Regions from separate parts of the Muntiacus reevesi genome. Here region 1 is linked to region 2. The links are chromatin contacts, called in public Hi-C maps. All regions are on one chromosome and are shown on one strand. The core of a region is the stretch at or near the end of the contact, and the rest is flanking DNA. Distances in the headings are between cores, read along the strand shown. Region 1 holds the start of LYRM1 (LYR motif containing 1). Region 2 holds the start of ACSM3 (acyl-CoA synthetase medium chain family member 3).

What was found. Hi-C and Micro-C count contacts between places; a contact is called where the count stands out from the background.
Region 1: a contact with region 2 is called in a Hi-C map of muscle, with 6 times the contacts expected there. The contact joins the promoter of LYRM1 here to the promoter of ACSM3 in region 2. A contact is called at or near these places in 2 of 3 Hi-C or Micro-C datasets (blood and muscle).

Annotation. Positions count from the first base shown.
Region 1 is chr2:197,281,763-197,287,917 of mMunRee1.1, reverse strand. LYRM1 (LYR motif containing 1) reads right to left here and starts at 4,276. Exons shown (of 4, transcript XM_065924471.1): 1 at 4,151-4,276. It overlaps DCUN1D3 (defective in cullin neddylation 1 domain containing 3), which reads left to right and starts at 4,716. Exons shown (of 5, transcript XM_065924468.1): 1 at 4,716-4,874. It also overlaps the pseudogene LOC136157376.
Region 2 is chr2:197,052,058-197,058,389 of mMunRee1.1, reverse strand. ACSM3 (acyl-CoA synthetase medium chain family member 3) reads right to left here and starts at 4,973. Exons shown (of 14, transcript XM_065924457.1): 1 at 4,802-4,973. It overlaps THUMPD1 (THUMP domain containing 1), which reads left to right and starts at 5,022. Exons shown (of 4, transcript XM_065924461.1): 1 at 5,022-5,328. The coding sequence starts at 5,098.

The sequences.
Region 1 (6,155 bases), core at 3,027-5,526, 230 kb before region 2:
TACAATGCAGGTGCCAATATCAAGAGCATGTCCAAGCTTCCCTTCCTATTTTTCTTCCTTTATCTCTTACTCCTTGCTTACCCTTCAGTGCACTTTTCTCCTAGATCTGTTATCCTTCCCTACTTTCTGATGTATTTCCATATCCTATACAGTATCATCTTATCTAAACTGAATAACTTTCAAGATAAACTATGGGCCTCATCTCATTGCCCCACACATATGCCATGGACTTATTCCCTGACTGGGATTCAGTTTTTGGTTACTAGTATCCAAGAAGGGAAGTGTAATGCCACACACTGTTTTGCATATCTCAGGATATGTCTGTGTAGTGTACTTAATCATACTACAGCTATTCTCTGAAACAGCATCTTTTTACAAGAAATTGACAATATGGTATGTCAGAGTTAAGGGTCATGGGGAAGAGAAAGGATTATATATTTTTATCTTACCTAAAGGAAGAGAAATTAAGTTAGGCTCTATAACACAGGAAATCTTTAGAACACAAGGAAAAACTAAAAATATTTATGTCTGGAAGGTTTTTAAACTATCCCAAACAAGATCATATAAGGCACATATATTCATTCTAAATATAGAATGCACAGGAGCACACACAAGATTATACTTGTAAGGGGAACTCCAATCAGGCTATAGTAACCATTGAGATGTTCAGCTATTTGCCCCCTCAGGGATAGAAACTCTAAATGGACACCAAGTTTCAGTTTCTCAATTAAAAAGAAGTGGAAGTAACTGCTTTCTTATCACCATATTTTAAGAGACAAAGACAAGGTCAATCAGGGAAATGAGAACAAGTTACCAGAAGTAGGAGGTTGTGCGTGCGGGCCCTAGGTGTTGAGTTATTTGCTGCCGTGTCTGACTCTTTGCAACCGCCAGGCTCCTCTGTCCATGGAATTCTCCAGGCAAAAATACTAGAGTGGGTAGCCATTCCCTCCTCCAGGGAATCTCCCTGACCCAGGGACTGAACCCAAGTTTCTTGTATTTCAGGCAGATTCCTTACCATCTGAGCCATCAGGGAACTTGGTCAATGCTAAAGATCAACCCCAGTCATTCATTCATAACTAACTACCCAAGATTTGAACCTTTCAAATGAACTAGGTAAGTCAGAGAACACGAAACATTTAAGACATTCAAACCCCTTCTTTGTGATAATGTCCTAAGGAATTGGATTAAGAAGCAGACAAAAGGGCTCTGGTTATAACCTTAGATACACCTGACCCCTGATCCAACCACCTGATATATAGCCCTTACTCTGCACAGGGGGTCTCCCCCTTCATGACAGTTTCCAAGTACACGCCAACTATTGAATGAACTGCTCTCCCCATCCGCAGAGGCACAGGAGCTCCTTACTAGACAAATTTCCTTCAGAGTAGGAGCAATGACTTTACTATCCATGGATATCCACACTATCCATCTTTAGTGTGCAGAATGATTAGACCTGAGCATCTTTAAGTTCCTCCAGTCCAACACTGACCAACAGAATTCTCTCCAATGTTGGAAATATTTTCTATCTTTGCTGTCCAACAGGGTGGCCACTGGCACTGGGTGTCTGAAATACGGTGAGTATATCTGAGGAACCGCATTTTTAATTTTACTTCATCTAAATCGAAATAGGTGCATGTAGCTTGTGCCTACAGACAGACAGCAGAGCTCTAAACCAAGAACTGCAAATCAAATGTCCATAGGGGTCAGGCAGGTAGAGAAAGGGAAAAGAATCTCACTGGCTCCAGCTGACTGTTGCTGTGCAGGAAACTCAGGCTGGTGTTGCCAGATTGTCACTTTTTCAAATGAAGCTGAAAATTGAATTTTTTAATTTGGCAAGTAAATTAAAAAAAATAATTTAGATCAATTTATGGGCCAAACCATGTTTTCAGGCAGTTTGTAATCTGTAATCTAGGCCAATCTGTAACCCCTTAAACTCAAAGAACAGGGCCATTCTGCTGGTCAGTAGTGACCTAAGATTGAAATCCAAGCCTTCTGACTCTTGTTTTTTTGGTATATGGGATTTTAGTTCCCAAATCAGGGATCGAACCAGCAATCCCTGCAGTGGAAGCACAGAGTCTTAAACGCTGGACAGCCAGAGAAGCCCTTTCTGATTATTCTTTTGATACTCTTTCTACATTTTATGAAATCAACCATACCATATCTAGTCATGGAGGCAGCAGCAACATCAGGGACAAACGCTCCTTCATCAGAAGGTGTTGAAATTCATGGTTTATACATTAAGGACACAGAGTTCCTATACACTGGGCTCAATGGGCAAAGCTCTGAACTAGAGGACAACAGGGCACAAAGAAGAAATAGTTCACAGGATAGTCAGACCCATAAACAATAAACAAAGTAAGGTTTGTTACAGTGAACACAAACCTCCTAAGCAGGAGTCCAAAAGCACTAACAGCTGGCAGAGGAAAGGAAGAAAGAGATTTGAGCCAGAACTTCCAGACTGAGTCTCAATGATTATGAGGGTGGGTCCCATTATTCAAGAGTATTACAGGGCCTCCTTTTATCTTTGAGGCTTTATATGTACAGTCTCCTCTGCTGGCTTTTCCTTCTCTGGATCATCTCTAAATGTAAAGAGCCCCAAGGATTTTAGTGGCCTTCCTCTTCCCCACCCCACCAAGACTATGTTTTAATACATAAATATTTAACAGCACAATAGCTAAGCCAAATATGCCCAATTTCAAAACTTCACCTGCATTCTTAAATTTACTTTTTATTCCTTGATTAACAAAGAAAAATAGGGCTTCCCAGAGAACTTCCTCTCTATCTGCACTCTCTTCTTAGGTGATTTAGGAATAAACTGCTACATTTATTATCTCTCTTGAGCTTTCCCTTGATTTTCATATTTAACTTCTCAACGTCTATACCTGGACAGTTAACAAACTTATCAAAACTAGTATGTTTAAAAGAAGAGAGTGCCTTTCAAACTATTTTCTCTGAGGAGTCATCCTTGGTTCCATCCTTTCACATACACTTCACATCCAATTTGGCAACAAGTTCTGCAAGTTCTAGTTTCAGAATACATTCTGAATTTAATTCTTTCATTTCACTGTCACCTCTCCTTCCGCCTACTGCAACAGCTGCCAAACGGGTCTGACCACGTGTATCTTTCTCTATCCAGGAGCCAAGAATGATTTTCTAAAACAGTAAATGAGATCTGCCACTCCTTAAACCCTCCAGTAACCCAACAGTCAAGCTCTCACCTTGGGCTAAGCTATGCTTGATCAGGTCTTGCCACTTCTCCATCACAGACCACTCTGGCTCTTGTTCTTCCCTTTCTGATCCAAGCACCTGACCTTCTCGCCGTTTCCTTGCCGCTGGTTCTTTTCTCCACCTAGAAAACTTATTCCTTAACTTCCCTCTTTTCTGGGACTTATGCAAACCCGGCCTTCTTTGAACAGCCCTATCCGATTTAGAGTGGCCCTCCCCTCATCTTCCGGGCTTCCCTTGTGGCTCAGCTGGTAAGAATCTGCCTGCAATGCAGGAGACCTGAGTTGGATCCCTGGGTTGGGAAGAGCCCCTGGCGAAGGGAACGGCTACCCACTCCACGGGGTCGGAAAGGGTCAGACACGACTGAGCGACTTTCATTTCCCCCTCATCTTCTACCACTTCACCTGATATTACTTCCTTTGGGACATTTCTTGCTGGTATCTACCCTATTGCTTTACTTTTTAAGTTACTCCCGGACTCGAAAAAATCACGTAGCAACATCTTTTGTGGACCAAAGGATTTAAAAAGCTAGTTCTCATTATCTTAGAAAATCTCAGTATCGTGCAGGGTACTTGTTTGTGTCAACCTTCCTCGGCTAGACGCCTCGCCTCCGGATTTGCCCCTATTAATCTCCCATTCACCAATACATTGGGGGAATCCAAAGCATTCAGAGATGGGCCCCAAATCGGCATTTCAGCGTTCCCAAACCAGGCCTCCCCTTCCTGGCCCTCAAGCCGCTTCCCTCAGCAGGTTCCTGAGGCGAGCGGCGGTGACACGAAGCAGCCCTCGCGAGGCTGGGGTCACACAGGCTCGTCTCCTAGCAACGTCGTACCCCCCACCCCCACCCCATCCCTGCCCCTGAGGAGTCCACCCCTTCTCCCAGTTTCCCGCGCCAGGAGTCGGCGTCTCCATCCTCAACACTCACTCTGCGTCAGTCCAGCCTTCCCCCACCCACAGAAGCACCGCAGCCTCCGGCAGGCTGGGAAGAGGCGGCGCCGGGAGCGCAGCTGAGCGGCGGCGGACTGAGCTCTCTAGCAGGTCTGGTAGGCCAGACCGGACCAAACCACCGGACGGACCTCTGTGGGAGCATTAGTCCCAAGTCGAGGGTAGGCTCGACCCTTCGTTCAGCTTCAAACTCTAGATCACGCTCCGCCGTATACCCAACAAGAGAGCCAAGCTCATCCTTTTCTTATTTCCCTTTTCCCCCGTTCGTTCTCCTCTCGCCACCCCATTCCAGCGACAAAAATGGTCCACTCCATCTCTTCCTAGCCCTCCCTCGGCGTTGCGTTGCTAAGTCTTTGCCCTTACTTGGCGACAGCTTCGTACGCCTTTGCGTACGTCTTGACGCTAACTGCCACTCGTTCCCTCCTCTCTCCTTTCCTATTCCGCCTGCCGGAGCGGGCGGCCTGCGGGATTACCGGAAGTGATGATGCAGGAGGCGATGGAGGGGGCGGGGCTTCGGGGCGGCCGCCGCTGGTGGGCGGCAGATGAAGGGGAGGCGGCGGCAGTGGTGGGAGAAGAGGCGGCGGCGGCGGCGGCGGAGGGGGTAGGGAACCTGGAAACGCGAGCGGGGATGGTAGGTGTTTTGGACCCGCCGGGCCGCCGTCGTTTCCAGAAAGGGTTTGACTGGAGGAACCTCTGGAGCAGCTGTGAGTTTGAGGGGGGGGTTGAGGAGAAGGGGAGGCTTTGGGAGATGAAGGGGCGGGGGTTGGGTACCTTCGAGAAAGGGAGGGGGGGTGGAAGGGGAGGCGTGGAAATCAGCTCCTTGTCTGGACTGGTCCCGCTGGAAGGAGAGGCTGTGAGGGGAGCCTGTGGCGTGTCAGCTGCAGGGCTCAGAAAACTTACCTACTGTCCCTGCCTCCTCACCGCCAGCACCCCTCAACCCAGGGCCTGGGGCTCTGGGGGCCGGAGCTGCCCTGGAGGGGGTACAGACTCTGGTCCTCTGCGCCTTGTAAGCGCCGTGAGGTAGGAGCCCAAACGAGAGGTGGTGGGTGAATCTCCAGCTCCCTCCGCCCTCATCTACCTCCCCACCCCCATCTTCCTCTTTAATCATTAACAGCCCTGGAATTAAGGGGCTCAGACCTGAAGTCTTTCCTATGCACCTTTGCTATATACGATAACCATCTGTGCCTGAGGTGATGGGGCTGGAAGCTTTGCCCGTATCCTGTATAGGAAGTGGGACAGAGTGACAAATGTATTGGGGTTTTTTTTTTTCCATTCCCCCCCTCCCCATCTTCTCCCGTGCATAGCCCTCCTTTCCACTTTAATTCTCCGTGACTAGGTGGTAACTCTGGTGTTTTTTTTTTTTTTTTCCTTTATTGCACTTGGTATCTTGGTTACCTCTTTTGAATTTGGTGTTCCGCCTCCATCCCAGGTCTTAACTGCAAGCTTTGTAATACTTCAGTTACAAGCTGTCTCTCTTTGGGAGTACCTCTCAATCCCCGGTCGCTCCCGATTAAAATGAGCGTTTTATCCTCTGAATACTGGAATTCCAAAGCCCTTGCAAGGATTCCTAAATGGCATCATAGCCCAGGAATCAAGGTCTCTTGCTCTAAATACTTTATGTGTGAGGAATTTAAATGTTGTCAACTCTTTCCAAAATGATTTGATGTTAGGCTAATTCTAGATTTCTTGTTTCTCTCCACCCACACTTCATGATGCACTTTGGAGAACAGAAAAGCCCGTGTTACTCTTTTGTTTCTACAATTGGACAATAGCTCTCTTATTTTTTCTTTTGTGTGTCTGGCACACAAGTCTTCAATGACACATTTGGCTTGTGCAGATTTCCATCTTATTTATTTAGCTTATTCTTTGTGTATAGGTGGTCTTACATGAGACAGCGTGATTTGCTTAGTTTTCTTTCAGGGAAGAATACAAACCAGTGACGGATGTGAAAAAATTATTTAGCAGAGAATGATTCGAAAAGAAGG
Region 2 (6,332 bases), core at 3,724-6,223:
TAAGGTCAGGCTGAAAATCTTGCACGCTAGGCTTCAGCATCATATGAACAAAGAACTTCCAGATGTCCAAGCTGGGTTTAGAAAAGAAAGAGGAACAGAGATCAAATTGCCAACATTCATTGGATTATAGAGAAAGCAAGGTAATTTCAGAAAAATATCTATCTCAGTTTCACTGACTGTGCTAAAATCTTTGAATGTGTGGATCATGAAAAACTGTGAAAAGCTCTTAGAGAGATGGGAACACCAGATCATCTTATCTGCCTCCTTCAAAACCTGTATGTGGGTCAAGAAGCAACAGTTAGAACCCTACATGGAACAACTGATTGGTTCAAAATTGAGAAAGGAGTATGACAAGGCTATTTGGGGTTACCCAGTTAATTTAATCTATATGCTAAGCACATTGTGAGAGATGTTGGGCTGGATGAATTACAAGTTGAAATCAAGATAGGTGGGAGAAACATCAACAACCATAGATATGCAGATGATATCACTCTAATGGCAGAAAGCAAAGAGGAACTAAAGAGCCTCTTGATGAGGATAGAGGAGAGTGAAAGAGCCAGTTAAGACTAAATATTAAAAAAAAAAAAAAATAAGATAAAAAGAAACACAAAAAACTAAGATCATGGCATCTGGCCACATTCAGTTCAGTTCAGTTGCTCAGTTGTGTCCAACTATTTGCGACCCTGTGGACTGCAGCACACTACACCTCCCTGTCCATCCCTGACTCCTGGAGCTTGCTCAAACTCATGTCCATCAAGTCGGTGATGCCATCCAACCATCCCATCCTCTGTTGTCCCCTTTTCCGCCTGCCTTCAATCTTTCCCAGCATCAGGATCTTTTCCATTGAGTCAGTTCTTCGCATCAGGTGGCCAAAGTATTGGAACTTCAGCTTCAACATCAGTCCTTCCAATGAATATTCAGGACTGATTTCCTTTAGGATTGACTGGTTGGCTCTCCTTTTCATCCAAGGGACTCACAAGAGTTGGGTCTTCAACAACACAGTTCAAAAGCATCAGTTCTTCGGTGCTCATCTTTCTTTATGGTCCAAGTCTCACATCCATACATGACTACTGGAAAAATCATAGCTTTGACTATATGGACCTTAGTCAGCAAAGTAATGTCTCTGCTTTTTAATATGCTGTCTAGATTGGTCACAGCCTTTCTTCCAAGGAGCAAGCATGTTTTAGTTTCATGGCTGCAATCACCATCAGCGGTGATTTTGCCTTGTCTCTCTTGGACATACAATTTGAAAGGTTTCTTTTAAGTCTGGTAGTCCTAAGGCCAGAGCTCAGTGTAACTTTGTCTTTATGGTAAAAGAGTTAATGATCAGAGAGGCCTCCACGGTCCCCAAACGAGGAGAAGAGGTGAAGGGACAAACGGCGGACTTTTTTTTCCTCTACATTCCTTTCCTGGGCCTTAGTCATGTAGGAGGCGCCTTTAATCCTGTGTTGCTATGGTGACTACCTGAAACTAACTTTTTCAAACCATGAGCTGCTAATTGCTGGACAAACCCATATATCTTGCTAATGAGAATGTCCCAATGTCCTTCTAAAGCTTTGTTAATGAAACAATGTATCTTGTTCTGGAGGACATGTTTCTCCTTCTTAACAGAAACCTGTTCCTTCTGGCTAATCTTGCTATCTTAAAATCTATGTTGTGGGAGTGGGTTTGGTAAGAACTTTACAACCTTGATCTATTATTAGTAACCAATTGAAAAAGTATATAATACTTTGCTAAAATCTAGCAAGGGGGGTGGGGGCGGGGGTTCTCTCCTTTCCCCTTCCAGTGCCTCTTGCTGGATGCTTTTTTTATGAGTTTGGGTAGGCTCCAGGAGTTGGTGAGGAACAGGGAGGCCTGGCGCACTGCAATTCATGGGATCACAGAGTCGGACACGAGTGAGCGACTGAACTGAACTGAACTGATGGCATATTGGTGCAAGGGAAATTGCCCTGCTCCAGAAGTGGCTCCCAATCCAAATTGGGTTCCCTACAGGGTCTTGGATGATGATGCCAAGCCAGGCTCCTGTGCCCTGAGTGTTAACATAGAAACCCCTAATTGATCTCCACAAGGAGGGGATATACTGGTTGCTCCACCAGTGGAGGAGCTGGGGTTAAGTTCTGAAACAAAATATCCTCACTCTCACTTTCTCCCTCTCCCTCTTGTAGAATAGATGTTTCCTTCCAGATTGCTGCACCATAAGCCAGTAGCCCTCTGACTTTTCTTCCTGATGTAATAGTATCAATGCCTCTACCTATGGGATCTCATCATTTTTACCTGCCCTTTCACAAAACAATTTTAATTGTGAGATCATATAACTAAGTGAGCCATTTAAGGGCCATCGATTTCCTGATTCTAGTGTATACTGGGACCACACACCATTACAACAGGCTATCATCTCTTTCTTAGTTATGGGCCCACAGCTATATCTTGCCTATTTATTTAGGATACAGCCCAAAGGGCTTTTCTTAGGGACAGGTGGACTATTTCCCCTATTGATAAGTTCAAGAATCACAAAACAGAAATTTAACACCAAAGACACAAACAGATTCCATTATGAATGGACACAAAAACAAAAGCAAATGAACCAGTTCACAAAATCAGGTAAATTCAACAATTCCCCCTTTCAAAAGGGTACCCTGAAAGCTGGCTTTTCCTTTAAAGGAAAAGCCCAAATTGAGAGGGGAATATGTTCCCAGCTCTACACACCAGAGCAACTTACCTTACTATATGGAGCCTGTCAGCTCCCAAATGTCAATTCTTTGCTCCAATTGCCAAGCACTGGGGCAGCCTGTGCCACTTCAGGAAATATTGAAGGGAAGATCCTCAGGACAAATGTACTGGCAGCTGCTAGGGCCTTATCTGAAAATTCCCCAAGTGGGGTCAGCTCACCACGAGCAGCATGACTCCTGGCCGGCTCACCAAAATTTGTTACTGAGCCCAGGCTCATTCTGCTCAACACATGACAGGTCAATAAATCAACAGACAAGTTGATGGAGCAATGAATGATGACTTTAATTAGAAGGCTACCAGACTGAGGAGATGGTAGACTAGAATCTCCAAAAACCATCTCATCTCACTCAGGGTTCAGGGTCCTTTTCTATACAATAGGGAGGGGGAAGGGGCTTTCAGTGGTACCAACCAATGGCAAAACAGGGCTATAAGCTGGTTGCTTGTTGACAGTTGCTCACTTGGTTGGGTGGGAGGGGCGGTCCCACTGGGGTGCCCTGACCACTGCTCAATGGGACTGTTACAGCTGGTGTCTGTCTCAATGAGCATGCGGGCCAGAGTCAGGGAGGGAAAAGGCCTCTTATGCCTTAGGTCCCATGTGGGACCACTGCTACAACACCACAGCACGGCCAGTGTAATGCGACTGCTTTTCACAAGCAGCTCAGGATCTCCAGAAATATATGCTATGCAAACTCCACAGATGACATTCTGAAAAGCAAAGGTGGCAGCAAAAGTGAAAGCAAAAAGTAAGATGGTGATAAGGTTTCTTGAAATAATGGTGAACCTGGGGCTAAAAAAGATTGTTTACCAATAATAAAAGATTATTGATATATACGGAATTTAGATAGATGGTGGCGATAACCCTATATGCAAAACAGAAAAAGAGACACAGAAGTACAGAACAGACTTTTGAACTCTGGGGGAGAACGTGAGGGTGGGATGTTTTGAAAGAACAGCATGTATATTATCTATGGTGAAACGGACCACCAGCCCAGGTGGGATACATGAGTCAGGTGCTCGGGCCTGGTGCACTGGGAGGACCCTGAGGAGTCGGGTGGGGAGGGAGGTGGGAGGGGGGATCGGGATGGGGAATACGTGTAACTATATGGCTGATTCATGTCAATGTATGACAAAACCCACTGAAGTGTTGTAAAGTGATTGGCCTCCAACTAATAAAATAATATTAAAAAAAAAAAAAAAAAAAAAAAAAGATTATTGACTCTAGGTTCAGTCCACCTTTTGCAGATTAGCTCCTTTAGAGTTTGTGGCAACTCAAACTGGCAACAACTTTGTACCTGAGTAGTAACTGTGGGTGAGTGTGGGGAGCACTTACTCCTCCTGAACACATACCTCAAAACGGGTATCTTTTCAATGATTTTTCAAGATAAATATATTAACATGATAGTTGCTGAGCCTATGGATAAAATCACAGAGAAAGCAGTGTGAAACATGTATGCAACCCACCATTCCTGGTTGTAAGTCATACAGAAACATATTCTGGCAAATTCAGGCTAAAAAAGAATGTATTGGAAACTTTTGGAAAGCTGATAGAATTATAAGGAAGGCTGGAGGAACAGGTGCCAAAGATGCTTAGTGATAAGGTCTGCATGGGGCCTCATTGTGCTAACCTCGCCAAAAAAAGATAAAGTCTCAGTGACCCATGAAACTTATCACATTGCTCAAGCAACATCCTATTTTCACCGCTGGCACTTACTTTCCCAAGAGTATAAGATCACCCTACCGTGGGACACTTCTGGCTCTCTCAGGACTACGTGACTGCCAAACTCCACTTGCAGGCTAAAGATAAACTAACCACCCCACTTCAGGTGACCCAGTTTCCCTCTACTGGGTATAAGAAGGATTCACCAGAAGGGTGGGTTCTTTTCGAGAGCCAGTCACTCTTTCAGTTCGCTTTAATAAATCTCCTTTTCTTTGCCTAACTGCCCGGCTTGTTGCCTTCTTCTCCGCACTGGCTTTCCAGTTGGGGAATCCTGGAGGCTTGAACCGGCATTAACGTTCTGGAAACTGCCACTACCGGCACTGCTGAAAGGGCTGCCGATTTGCTGATACTTACTGGATGCAGTAAGCTGCTGCCACCTGTGGCCGGCCCCTACAGCAGGTAAAACAGCTTCTTCCCGAGGTGAGGCTAAGGAGAGTGACTGTCAGTCCCGGCGAGGGGGGGGCCTCACGCCACTGCGCCACAGCCTTCCGCCCTTTCGTACCGGCATTAGGACCCGGCGTAGCACGGAATGAGGCTCGGGGGAGGGACTAGGGGAGGTCTTCGCGCACAGCTGACGTAATCAGCCCGCGCCAGCAGCGGCCACTGCTGTGGAGAAACACATTTCTTGCTGGCCTCAACTCTAACCTAACATGGCGGCCCGCATACAGCAGTCTCCTCAGCCTGGCGGCGGGAAGCGTAAAGGCAAGGCTCAGTATGTGCAGGCCAAGCGGGCTCGGCGCTGGGATGGCGGTGGGCCCCGCCAGCTGGAGCCCGGGCTACAGGGCATTCTTATCACTTGTAACATGAACGAGCGCAAGTGCGTGGAGGAGGCCTATAGCCTGCTCAACGAATACGGCGACGACATGTATGGACCAGAAAAGGTACCAGTCCCAGGGAGGGCAGGCCTTTGAGGGAGAAGGGAAGGATGACAAGCTAGTTGCGTGAATTTGGCCGCCAGAGTGGCGGTGAGGAGGCGTGGCCTCGCCTACGTATATTTCCCCCCGCCTGGTCCACCCCCCATCCCTACCTGGTCTTGTGCTTGAAATGCTCGCACCTGTTTGTTTTCCGCCCCCATCGTTAATCACGGTGGCTTCCAGGTATAGATTGCTTCCTTTGCTTCAGGCGTTGTTTCTGCAACTCTTTCAGAAACATCTGTTTTTTATCGTGGCTTTGGGAAGTATTGCTCACCAGGACACTGGTTCGTACTTAAGGTTTTTGCCACCATTTGGAACAGTATGGCTGTAATGTGCAGTGTTTGTCCTAAGCAGTAACATCTCTAAAATAGTGGTTTGGGTACTAGTGCTAGTTTCTTCTCAAATGCATATAAAAATGTATTTCAAGCAGTAAAAACATTTTATAACAATACCGTATGAAATCTAGTTGTTCAATTTTGGAAATAATTATATTATTGGTTTAGGATTCGGACCAATACACACATGCACACCCCAGGGAATTAAATGGAGGAGCATAGTACAAAGGTTATTTAATTTAAATTCAGGTAAGGTACTGTCATTTACTAGCTCAGAGAATGAGCATGTTATTTAATTCTGCTGAGCTACATAGAAAGAATGTTATGGGACTTTGGAAAGTTGGCTAAAAAAATTGCATATGTATGTAATAAAACATCCCTGTAAACAAAAAAAGCTCCATAAATGTGTAAGATTAGTGCCTGATTGGCAATCACATTCATCACTAGTGGAGCAGAGAACTGGGCAACAAGTGCATGTCCTGTCTATATGGATACCTTGAGCAAGTTCTTCAACTATTTTACTAGTACAGGTGTAAAGGATTTTTACCTTCATAACTGTTTGGTTTAATCTTAATGAAAGGAGAGTGTTATATTAGGCACAGAGATATCTATTGATAGGGTTAAAGTCCACCCTGA